Linked DNA regions of Mus musculus: region 1 is linked to region 2. The links are chromatin contacts, called in public Hi-C maps. All regions are on one chromosome and are shown on one strand. The core of a region is the stretch at or near the end of the contact, and the rest is flanking DNA. Distances in the headings are between cores, read along the strand shown.

The links. Hi-C and Micro-C count contacts between places; a contact is called where the count stands out from the background.
Region 1: a contact with region 2 is called in a Hi-C map of the MNK3 cell line, with 4 times the contacts expected there. The contact joins the enhancer-like site here to the promoter of Rdx in region 2. A contact is called at or near these places in 1 of 484 Hi-C or Micro-C datasets (the MNK3 cell line), 6 of 115 datasets of contacts at active chromatin or transcription factors (bone marrow-derived macrophages, embryonic basal ganglia, embryonic forebrain and 2 more) and 2 of 9 other capture datasets (adipose tissue and liver).

What each region holds. Positions count from the first base shown.
Region 1 is chr9:52,260,447-52,266,051 of GRCm38.p6, reverse strand. No RefSeq gene overlaps it. Among named protein-coding and RNA genes, the nearest start is that of Gm25562, 28 kb to the left of the region's middle. Within about 2 kb of position 4,216, at least 5 of the 459 cell types and tissues checked have an H3K27ac peak or open chromatin away from gene starts, as enhancers often do. A contact at or near this core is called in the MNK3 cell line, where this site is marked.
Region 2 is chr9:52,046,363-52,052,316 of GRCm38.p6, reverse strand. It overlaps Rdx (radixin), which reads right to left and starts at 4,376. Exons shown (of 14, transcript NM_009041.3): 1 at 3,885-4,376. It also overlaps the pseudogene Gm6981.

The sequences.
Region 1 (5,605 bases), core at 2,967-5,466, 210 kb before region 2:
AAAAATAAAATTACATGCTTCAAATACTCAATGGTACAAAGTAAATATTCCCTTTCCAAAAATGGAAGAATGAAGAGATATCAAAGAAATATTTAACCAAATATAAGATCAAAACCCAGCAAGTCAAACATTAAATCCTGCAATTCTATGTTCAGTGTCTGTAGTGTGTAGGAGCGTGATGCAAGTTCAAATGGGCTCAGTCTATCCCCTAAGGCCCTGCTGCCTGAAACACACACTGGTTTTCTCTCAGGCTTGCCCCATTCAGTACCTCCCACTTTCCTCTGAAGATATTCCTTATCCCTGGCATCTTCAGTACTCTAGAGTCTCCATTGCAATTTGGGCTTCACTTTTACCTTCTCACGCATCAGTCCCCCAGAGCAACCCTCAAAGAATCATCACCTACTACATTTTGCCCAGCCTCACTGTCCTTTCTCTGAAACATTGGCATAACGTTGGCTTCAGGACTCCATAACAGTTACATTTGTATACCTTGCAATAGGCACCACTTGAAGGTGACACGTTGCCCCTTCACTTCACAAAGGAGGATTCCCATTTACCAATGCTGCAGAAGTCTCTGGTTGCCTGCAGGCTGAACCCAGAAGACGTTTCCTATTAGCCTTTTACGGATGGGGCCCTGCGTGCTCTCTCTTTTCAGGCCCTCTTCATTCGAGCTTTTTCCATTCAAACGAAGTTGTGATTGGATACCCTGGAACTTTCTGTGGTGGTTCCCAAGAAGTGCCTTTTCTATTGGCCCAGTGTGACGTATATGGTTTCCATAAGTGGTGGTAATCATTTTAACAACTATAGTTACTTTGCCTATAACTTTTTAACACTAAAATCCCTTTATAATCACATAAGTAGTTTAAGGAAGTCCTCAAGCTCTGTAAGTCTCAGTGAATAGCTATACATTAGAATAGCCATTCTGAAGCAATGGGCTTCACCTAAGGTCTCACACTTGCTCTGTCAATTACATTTCTCTTCACTCATCCGCTGCAAAAACGGAAAAAACTACGAGGTAGTTGAAACTAGAGGAGAAACACTTTACATCCTCTTAGAGTCTACTCTCCTTTTGCCTACACTCATCTTTCCACATCATCTCCTCTTACCTTCTCTTGATCTTCTTTCTAAGATGTGTACATGTCTAAACTTACACTTGTTTACATATATAATTATAGGCTAGAATTGGCCTATGAGGGAGAATATGCGGGATTTTTCTTTCTGAGTTTGGGTTACTTTACTTAGTATACTTTCCAAGTGCATCTATTTTTTCTGAAATTTTTATGATTTTGTTTTTACCTTACAACTGAATAATATTCTATTTCTATGTGTATCATATTTTCATTATCCATTCACCAGTTGACAGATACCTTCTTGGCTATCATTTTAAATGCAATCCCTTCGATGAACTGCATCCATCTATCTGCTCTGGATTTTTGTTCACTCTTGCGGTTAAGATAGTGAAAGGCAGCGAACAGTAACCTCATCAAAGCCTGAGTGTCATGCTTTGTTAAAACGTCATCTCCCAAGTAAATTAACCCCTTACCTTTGAATTTAGACCTACTGAAATCTTGAGAGCATGGGCAAAATACACCCCGACTCCTCATCTAAATGTAATATTACTGGATGCTAGCCCAGTGCTTGAAGGAGCCCTTGTTCTCCAAAGGGAGAAAATGCACCTGGCCATCGCTCTTTGCCTTCCTAGTAACACAGTCATCTTCAATGAAGCTCTACTCATACTGCTCTCTGGCTTCTTTACCAGGTGTCTCCTCCAAAGTGTTCTGCATGCCCGCAACCAGTTCCAAAGGCAAAGAAACATGTGGTCCGGCTTATCAGATCATAGCAACAACTGCACTCCTCTGTCTGAAACACAAGGCAGGAAGGATCTACTCTAGCTTATTCTCAGAGGCTTCAGCCCATCATAGCATGGAGCATTGTGGTGAGGATATCCCTCTCTGTGGTGGTGGGGGCATGAGGTAGACAGTTCAGATGATGTAACAGACTGGGGTGTAAGGGAAGCAGCCTGGAACCAGGAGTGTGTATAATGTCTAAAGGTCCACTCTAAGTGACCTACTGATAGAAGCCAAGCACCTTCTAAGGACTCCACAACCTTCAAAAGATTGTCCCCAGCTGGTGACCAATCATTCCACATGTGAGTCTAGGGGTGGGACTTCGAAATCAAAGCATAACAATACGAAACTACATAATAATGAAGAAACCTGGGGGCAAAAACATCACCTCTGTGCATACAGTTCTTTAAATAAACCATCTTTGGCTAATACATTATAATCAGTAACCATAGCAGCATATGGATTTGAATACATGCTGCTAGATTCCATGTAACTGTCAAAATGTGAGGCTGAATTAATGTTGTTTTGTGTTATTTCTATTTCCCAGCAGGGGCAATTTGGTATGAAATTTGACTACTCTCTAAAACAGAACTGGAAATTTTTCTTTTGCATAAGTGTAAAAAAAAAAAAAAGAACACTAAACAAATTGAATTTCAGATTTGAAAGAGTTGGATCTAACATGTAGCAAATACTTCAAAGGTTTTTTTTTTTTTTTTCTTTCCTACCTGGACTAAAATATGTCATTCTTTCCAAACCATTGGAATGATAGGAACTCTTGCTACTGCTTTGTAAATAAACTAAAGATTAGAAATGTAAATAAATAGCCAAAAGCAATACTGCTGCTAGTGAGTGGTACACGCAGATCACAAGCACGGGTACCTACGTTTTACAGGGACATTCCAGATTCCAAAGTCAGATGCCTTCCTAGGACGTGTTAGTCATCCTCAGGGCCATTTTCAAGCTAAGAGAAGTGGTAGTCAGTTTCCTCTTATCATTTTTACCTGTGAGAAAATATAAGCTTTTAGTGACAAAGTGTCATCCAAGTCACTGAATTACATAATATCACAAATCCCAAATCAAGAGTTTCTAAACTATCCAAGAGTCTCTTTGCCTCTCCTGTGCCTGTGATGTCCCACCAAGGTCATTTGACACTTCTTATGTCACATGTAACTTCTGTTAGCTGTATCATGTAGGCGACATCTGTGGTTATGTCCTTAAAACTCAGGTTAAGACTGATTCCCGCCGGGCAGTGGTGGCGCACGCCTTTAATCCCAGCACTCCGGGAGGCACAGGCAGGCGGATTTCTGAGTTCGAGGCCAGCCTGGTTACAAAGTGAGTTCCAGGACAGCCAGGGCTATACAGAGAAACCCTGTCTCGAAAAAAAAAACAAAACAAACAAACAAACAAAAAACCCAAAAACAAACAAACAAACAAACAAACGAGAGACTGATTCTCATTTGCAACCCACCCGGTACTGATTCAGTTTCCTCTGCAAACTTTGATGTGTTTACCCAGGGTGCATGTTCTCTTGAGCCCTCTTCCTTGAAATGACATCTGATTCTCCACTTGGCATATTTCATATTGCCAATATGATCTTAAGTAGTATTCAGTCCCTATGCTCAGTTTTAAACAATCTACAAAGTCTCTCTCTCTCTCTCTCTCTCTCTCTCTCTCACACACACACACACACACACATAGATGTCACAGAAGTTAGAGACATTATGAACTAAACGTTAGTGAACAATGCTCATGCTGCTTTATAGATTCCGTTGCAGGTCTCTCACATTCTTCATTCTTCCATCTGTCTTGTTGCACCCCCCCCCCAATAGTCAGTATTGTCTTAAATGCACAGTGTCTCTACCCTTCGTTTGTTCCACCCTAAAATTCCCAAATCCTTTGATGACATTTTTATTTTTCATTCCCAAGTGCCTCATTAAGATCTTTTCTTTTTCCGTTTTTGTCAAGACCAATCATTCCCAAAGTAAATTTACCCAAAATAAATTCTACTGACAACTGTCAAAAAAGGAGATTCACTTTTTATCACACAGCAAGCAGTCTGAATGTTGTAAGGACCACTACTCAAAGAATAGCTCACCTAATAAGGAGATGAATACATATGACTCCAACTTCTCTTGAGCTGTCTAGTCTTTGGAATAATGAGACCGCATAGAATTACCAGTGCTGCCTCCAGTAGTCACCCACCTACTTTGAACCCTCAGGCTCATATCCTCAGTGATTTGAGGAAGACCAGCCTAACAGATAGATGATATTCAGCCAACACAACTGTGAAACCATCTAATCTACAACTCTAGGGGCCAATTTTTCTAAAGGCTGACGAAAGCAAAATAACCAGATAACCACAGGCCAAAAATGACCACAAGGTTTCAGTCAGCTATTTAGGTTTCTGAACTTGAGTCACTGGCATTCAATGGTAACAGGTTGTAAGTGTCTGATTATCTATTTTGGTTTACAAAAAAAAAAAAAAACACAGAAAGGAAAAAAAGAAAAAAAATATCTAGGGTTTTCTGGGGTTTCCATTTCTGACCGAATGGAAAGTATTAACACTCAGAAAGCAACTGGCAGTGGAAACCTGGTTTGACTTCTTGCTGCTGTGTGATTGAGGTCTGTGGAAAGCAGATTTGCAGAACAAATTTTAAAGGCTTTTGCTACCATGTCTGCCACCCTTTGTCTATAGCCCCAAAAGCAGTGATCTTTGAGATTTCAGAGTTCTTCACTCATGTAGTTTCTAGGAATGCTAGTTGGTTTCAAAATCTGAACAAAATAGGCATGAGACTGGTTGTAGGCTTGATTTACCTTGCTTCTGGAAGTAGTCCCATGTTTCCCATAGAAACACAAAAACATCTGATTACAGAGTACTCTTCCAAAGAAGAGACTCTGACAAGACCATGTATGCCAAGTCTACCCTTCTAAAATCTAAATTCTAAAATACCTTGGAATTGCAGAACACATCTGGATCCCAGGGTTTCAGATGAAAGATTATAGGTCTGCAGCGGCATGGACTCGGAATGCAGTGAGGATGACTGGAAAAAAGGAAAATGGCTACCAGAACCCTATTTTCAGAAGCACCAATTGGAGCATGCGGTCTGTCAAAGAACAGAACATTGCACATGTACTGTAGACACTATAGAACCATGGAGAAGAGAGGGCAAGACAAACCCTGAGGAAATTGCCTGTGAGAAGCTCACCTATCCATCAACCCTGAGAAGCAGAATAATAAGGCTGGAACAGTGAAAGTTTTCCATCCTCCTTTTATTTAAAAAAATTTGTTTAAAAAAAATCTAATGACCTAAGGCTTTGGGATATAGTGCAGTCAGGAAAGTATGTGCCTTGCAAACTCAGGGACTCAATTGTGATCCCCAGAATCTATATTTTTTTAAAGCCAGGTATATTGACAATACTTTGTAATCCCAATGCTGAAGATAAAAGCAGGCAGATCTCCAAGGCTCGCTGGCTGGTCAGCCTAGCCTATTTGATGAGTTCTAGCCCAGTGAGAGATCTTGGCTCAAAACCAGAAGAGGATGGTGCCTGAGGTACAACACCTGAGGTTCTCCTCTGGCCTCCACCATGTGTGTGCCTCCTGCACACAAAAAAGCTCATGAATTGAGTTCTTTAATGTTTCTTTGGTGTTTGTTTAATTTTCAGGGAAAAGAGGATTATTATTGAAAGGAGAAAGTGTAAATATGGTTATATAAAATGTTTCCCAGGGCTTGGAAATATGGCCCCACATTAAGAGCACT
Region 2 (5,954 bases), core at 3,127-5,626:
ACTGGCTAATACACAAAACAGTTCCCAATCTTTCCAAGTAAATTAACTTTACTACTCTATTATTTCCAATGTAGAGAAAGCATAAAGAAAAGTAGTCAGCACTGTCTGGTTATATCACTCACTAGATGTACAAATTTAGTGACAGTGTTTACATACATAAAACTTAATACATATAAATTTAGAATTATACTTAAAAGGTCAACTATAAGGAAAAAGACAAAGCTTACTCATACACAAATTTATAGCAAATACCTACTCAACAAAACTATGTTATTTAAAGGTATGGTGGCTTATACCTTTAATCTCAGCATTCTGGAGGCAGAAAACCTCAGTGCATTCCAGGCCAGCCTGGTCTACATAGCAAGGTATAGGACAGCCAAGGCTACCCTGACTCAATACAAATAAAAACAAAAATTCTAGTTATTTTAAATTGGTGAATTTGCAAGCACTGTTATACACATTGTTGTTTAGTGTGGAGAAAACCCATATAACCCCCACCTTTTCCACTAATCTGGTTACTAGCTAGAGTCTACTATTAAAGACAGAAGAAATTAATCACATAGACAACTATTCCTTTCTAAATAGTTTCCAGGTTTAAAAAAAAAATACATATAAATGCTGCTATAAATAATAAACCTGTTTCAAAAGACATTCTATGCTTATGTGTGTGTGAGATGTGTTTACAAATTTTTACTGAGAATTTGCACTATACTTTAGAAAGGAAAAAAGTAAACCTAACCACTAATCATAAACCAATGTACTTACACAATCAATACTTCTGAAAATTAGTATAGCAAATTCCATTAATTTCATGGTGTCTTAGTCAGGATTTCTATTCCTGCACAAACATCATGACCAAGAAGCAAGTTGGGGAGGAAAGGGTTTATCCAGCTTACACTTCCATGTTTCTGTTCATCACCAGAGGAAGTCAGGACTGGAACTCAAGCAGGTCAGGAGGCAGGAGCTGATGCAGAGGCCATGGAGGGGTGCTACTATACTGACTTGATTCCCCTGGCTTGCTCAGCTTGCCAGGGGAAGCAAGGGGCCCTCCCCGCTTGATCACTAATTGAGAAAATGCCTTACAGCTGGGTCTCATGGAGGCATTTCATCACCTGAAGCTCCTTTCTCTGTGATAACTCCAACCTGTGTCAAATTGACACACAAAACTAGCCAGTACACATTGAGATGATGAGAATTTGAAATATATAATATACTTGCTGTTTAATATAAGTAATCCCATGTCAAGGTTTGCTACAGCACAACCTTATACTAACAGACTTGAGACCCATAGATAAGAATAGGGTATGCTCATCCTTGCAGGAACACTACCTGCCACATTCTATACACAAGGCAATTACTATGAAAAATGGGCCATGGACAGGACTGCAGAGTTTTGGGCATGAAGACAAGCCTTTTACTCTATGACTTTACATATTTCTGGGTGTTATAACTTTACCAATGTAGTACATGATTTTTTATAATTTTTAATGATTTAAAATATACATCCATAAAAATACTAAGAAACACATAGAAACTTAATGAATGCGACAGAGAGGATAGCTGTAAAACACACGAGAGATAGAAAAGAATAACTCTCTGAGGTCAGACTGGATGAGCTTCCTATTGGAGTCTGAAGTCAGGGCTTTCCCAGAACACCCTCTAGTGACTCCTATGGTCTAGAAACTTAAAATAACCTTATAGAGCAGCAACTTAAGCCAGCTCCCAATTCGGGATGTCAACAGGGTAGAGTAGTACCAGCCAACTTTTGATTTGCAGGGAGCCCAAGTCATTCAAGAGTGATTTCCTATTTCCCAGATTGCAGCAATAAGAGACCCAAGCTATCCAAGAAGAGTGACTTAATCTCCCAGGCTGCACCAATAACAGAAAACTGTTGCCTATACCCTACAGATATGCTTTAACAACACAGCTCAGCCTTCTCTACCTCAATGGAACAATATTTTAAAAGCCCTGGTCCTTAGGGAAAAAAGTTAAGATTTGCCACCCTGTTTTTAAATGGCTCAATTTAAAGTGTGTTAAGTTTTAAGTGAAAACTCTGAACTCTCATCATCACTCAACATTTCAGATCTACTATACTAGACTGCACATAATTTTATATTAAGAGATTGAAAAAGTGAAAATAAGTCTTCCAACCAGTCACCAGAGATTAAAAACCAGTTAATAAAAATACATTCTGCTCTTGGGAATGGTGAAGCAAGGAACAAAACTCAGTTGGTGCACCTATCTCCCATCCCCCCTACCCCCAACTACTAACAGCTACTAAGAGAAGGAGACAGCAAACCTGTTGTCCCCACCCATTACACAGAAATGCTGCAATGAAGCTGTGTAATTACCCAGGTAATCATAATCCCCACAAAATTAAGATTCATGTGTTTTTTCCACACAGCAAAATCTATTAAATCTACTCTACAAACATCTCTTGAGCCCCTCCTCCATTCTCTCCCGTGTGAAGCTACAGATGAGCAAATGAGTTTGTAGGGCCCACAGAGGGCAACTCCTCCTCACGCAGACAAGCTAAAGACTTCCTAATGACTACCCGAGTAATGTTCCAAAATACAGTTTTCAAAGGGATCTATGCAATGAAAGCCACTGTGGTTCTTTTCACAGCATACTGACAATCTGAAAAGGAGTCTGCATTTTGTCATATTTGAAGAAATTATTATTATGAAAGATAAAGTACACACTGGTGCAAGTGACAGAATTCTAAAGATTAAAAAAAAGCCCGCAATCCTAAACATTAGGCTCTCTTTTCAGATCTGATGGGGCAGTTTTGGCAAGCAGATTAAGCCATTATTTATGCAGCAAAATGAACAAGGCAATTGTTTATTCTGTGCTTCGTCACAGTCTTATAAGTATTCTATTAAAAAAAAAAAGATGCTCGGTCAACAATAGATTGCAGTGTCCAAGTATTCTTTTATCACATAAACCCTTGTTATCTTCGGCTTTTACATTTACATCATGCAAATCTTGGTGCCTCCGCACAGCCAACCGGGCATCTCCCTCACACCTCTTTTTACAAAATCTCAACTGTACTTTAAAAAAAAAAATTATAAACTTGACCTCTTAAAACACATTTCCAATGAATAACCACTCTTCTGGGGAGGGAGGAAAAAAAAACAAAACCACCCAGAATCCTGGCAACGTTTACAGAAACATCTGTGTAGGAACGGACTATTCAACTGAAATAACGCACTACTCCCTTTCAAACTTGGCTGGGCGATGGGAGTTTGGGAGCCCCGAAAGGCAGAAAAGCTGAGTTTCCTGGTGGGGTCTGCTCACTGTGCGCCAGGCGACTCCGCGGTGCGGGCAAGCCGGGGGGCCCGGAGGGCGCGGGCCGTGACTGCAGCCCCAGGTAAGGGCGGCCGGGAGCCCGGGCCTGGCCTCGCGGGCTTGCGCGGCGGGACCCGGCAACGCGACGGCCTTTCCGCGGCTCGCGCGTCCGCACGCTCTCTAGTAATCCAACACCCCGACTTTCAAACGGGAGGCCGGGGGAGAAGTTCTAGCCTCGCGGTCCCCGTCCCCGGGTTGCGAGAGAGCGTGCGACCTACGCTCCATGCGGCCCCCGAGGGCGCGCCGACCCGAGCCCCGGGCCCAGTCCACGGCGGCGGGAACCCGCACCGCCCGACGCACGGGGCGGCCAGGCCGACGGCGGACGGCGCGGCGGGAGACTCCGGGTAAGTGGCGTGGCTCAGCCGTTAACGACCACGGCGCCTCTAGGGCGGCCAGGCGCGAGTCCGTCTGTGAGGCGCGCCAGGCCCCGGGCCGCGGCGCCACAGCCCGGCAACTTCTGGCCGCCACCTCAGCGCCTCGGCGGGGAGAGCGGCCCCCGGGGCCTGGGACGGGGGAGCGCGCCGAGCAGGGCTTACCCCGAAAATGAGTGGCTCCTTCCCTGCCCGCCGCCGGCTGGCTGAGGCGCGGCTCGGCGGGGGCGTCGTGGCTGGCGGCGAACGAGCGGAGAGTCGGCGGTGCGAGCCCTGAGCCGCCTGAGAGAAGACGCGCCGCAGCCGCCGCAGACAGCTCGGCAATATGGCCGCCCGGCGCCTCCTCGGGGGGGAAGGCGGGGCCGCCCTGCGCCCCCTCCTCCCGCGGGCCGCCAGTGGCGGGGCGAGGCCGGGGCTCGAGCGCCAACCCCGCGAGCGTGTCTCCCGGCCGCCCCGGGCGGAATCGAGTGGGCCTCAGCCGGGGGTTGGGGGGAGAATACGCGCTGCGGGGCCTTCGCGAAGCTTTCCCCGCGGGACGAGGACGCCGCGGGCCAGCCCGAGTCCGAAGCCCGCAGTGAACGAAGCGGAGCCGCGCGGCCCGAAGCTCGCCGCGCGCCCGCCGCCTGCCCCCGCCCCGCGAGTGGAAACTTGAAACTCCCGCTGGTGCCAGGGAACTCACGGAGGGCGTTTCCAGCGCCCCCGAGGTGGAGCTGTTCCCGGGAGGAGGGGGGATCCCCTCGGCAGCCGCTCCAGGGTGCAGTTCGGTGCTAGGCTGCAGGATCCCGGGCTAGGAGAGGGAAGTGGGCCCAGTGTTTACAACAAAAAGAACATTAATGTGTGCAGGTTTTTAACCAGCTAGAAAGGCTGGTTGGTTTTAAATTTTGCAGTGTTTTTAACTTCCCTCAAAACGCCAGTGGGTATGACCCTATAATGCGATCAGGTTTTTTGTTCTTGTTGTTAGCAGGGATACTCCTTCCTTGGCGGTTAGAAGGAGTAGGCTGAGAAAGGAAAAAAAAAGTTGGAAGTAGGGCCCAAAGAGCAGCCAAACCTAAATTATTCTAGACTTGGAAAAAGTTACCAGTCTGACCATAGTCTCACTGTATCCACTCGCTAGAGAGAGAGACCGAGGCTGCGTTCTGGTGGGGTTACCTCGGTGCTGCCTGCCCTCAGTACTTTCTGCTGGGATTTAGAGTAACACTTGGTGCCACTTGTACACACAGCAATGGTTCAATCCTTACCTGCCTACCGCGTTCCGTTTACTCAATACCTCTTTCGTAAACGAACTGTCAATACAAATATAACGCGAATGTACGTAATTCTTACAGGACAAATACGCCATCTTTAGGGAAGCCTTAGACTTGCCTTTCCTGAGACAGTAGCTCTTCCAGGGACTCTGCAGATCCTTTCTCTGAGCTTCCTCCTCAGTGAGCTACCACCTTCACCCTCAAGAGACCTCACTAAACAATTAAAAAGCCCCCAGAGACTCCAGGTTAATCTCAGAAGTCTTTAGATTGCAAATTCCTCAAGGATGGGAACCAGCTGTGTGCTTTGTAGCCAAAACAGGTTTAGGTGGTTCTCTGAGACCACCAACTGAATACTTGTGGACCCTCTCCCCACGGGTGCAACAAAGATAGGGACAGTAAAAATGTCATGGGAGTCCCAAGTAGTACACTAATCAAACTAAAGTCGGAAGTCGGTGGTACACTTTGCAACTGAAAACGAAGCATTCATTCGTGGTCTTATGTTCAGAACAGTGAAGTGCTTTCACATGACTGCCTTGTTTAATGATTACAACAACCCTGGGCTCAAGGTAAAAGCTATTATTGGCATTAAAAGAAGCTAATGAATAAAGGGGAGCTTCAAAAAAGTTAGTTGTCAGTATAACCTGGCTAGGAAATGGCAGAGCCATGGCCAACCCCAAAGGCATGTTTGACTCAAAAGTCTGAATCTAAGAGCTCTGATCTTATCCTATGTCCTGCAGTAGCAGATGCAACCCAAGTTGTAGCATTTCAGTTGCCATCATATTCGTAAATATTTAAGTAAAAGATAGTATTCAAGCTGCTAAGATAAAAAGGGTACTCTCAAACATTGTGGATGGGAAAATGGAAACAGAGACAAATATTTAAAAAGCAGTTTGGTGGGAGAGTCAGTCGTTCAGAGGGTCCACAGCTCAGAACACATCTGAAGAAAATACTCTGGAATAGACTAAAAACTCCATCACAGTAATACCTATTA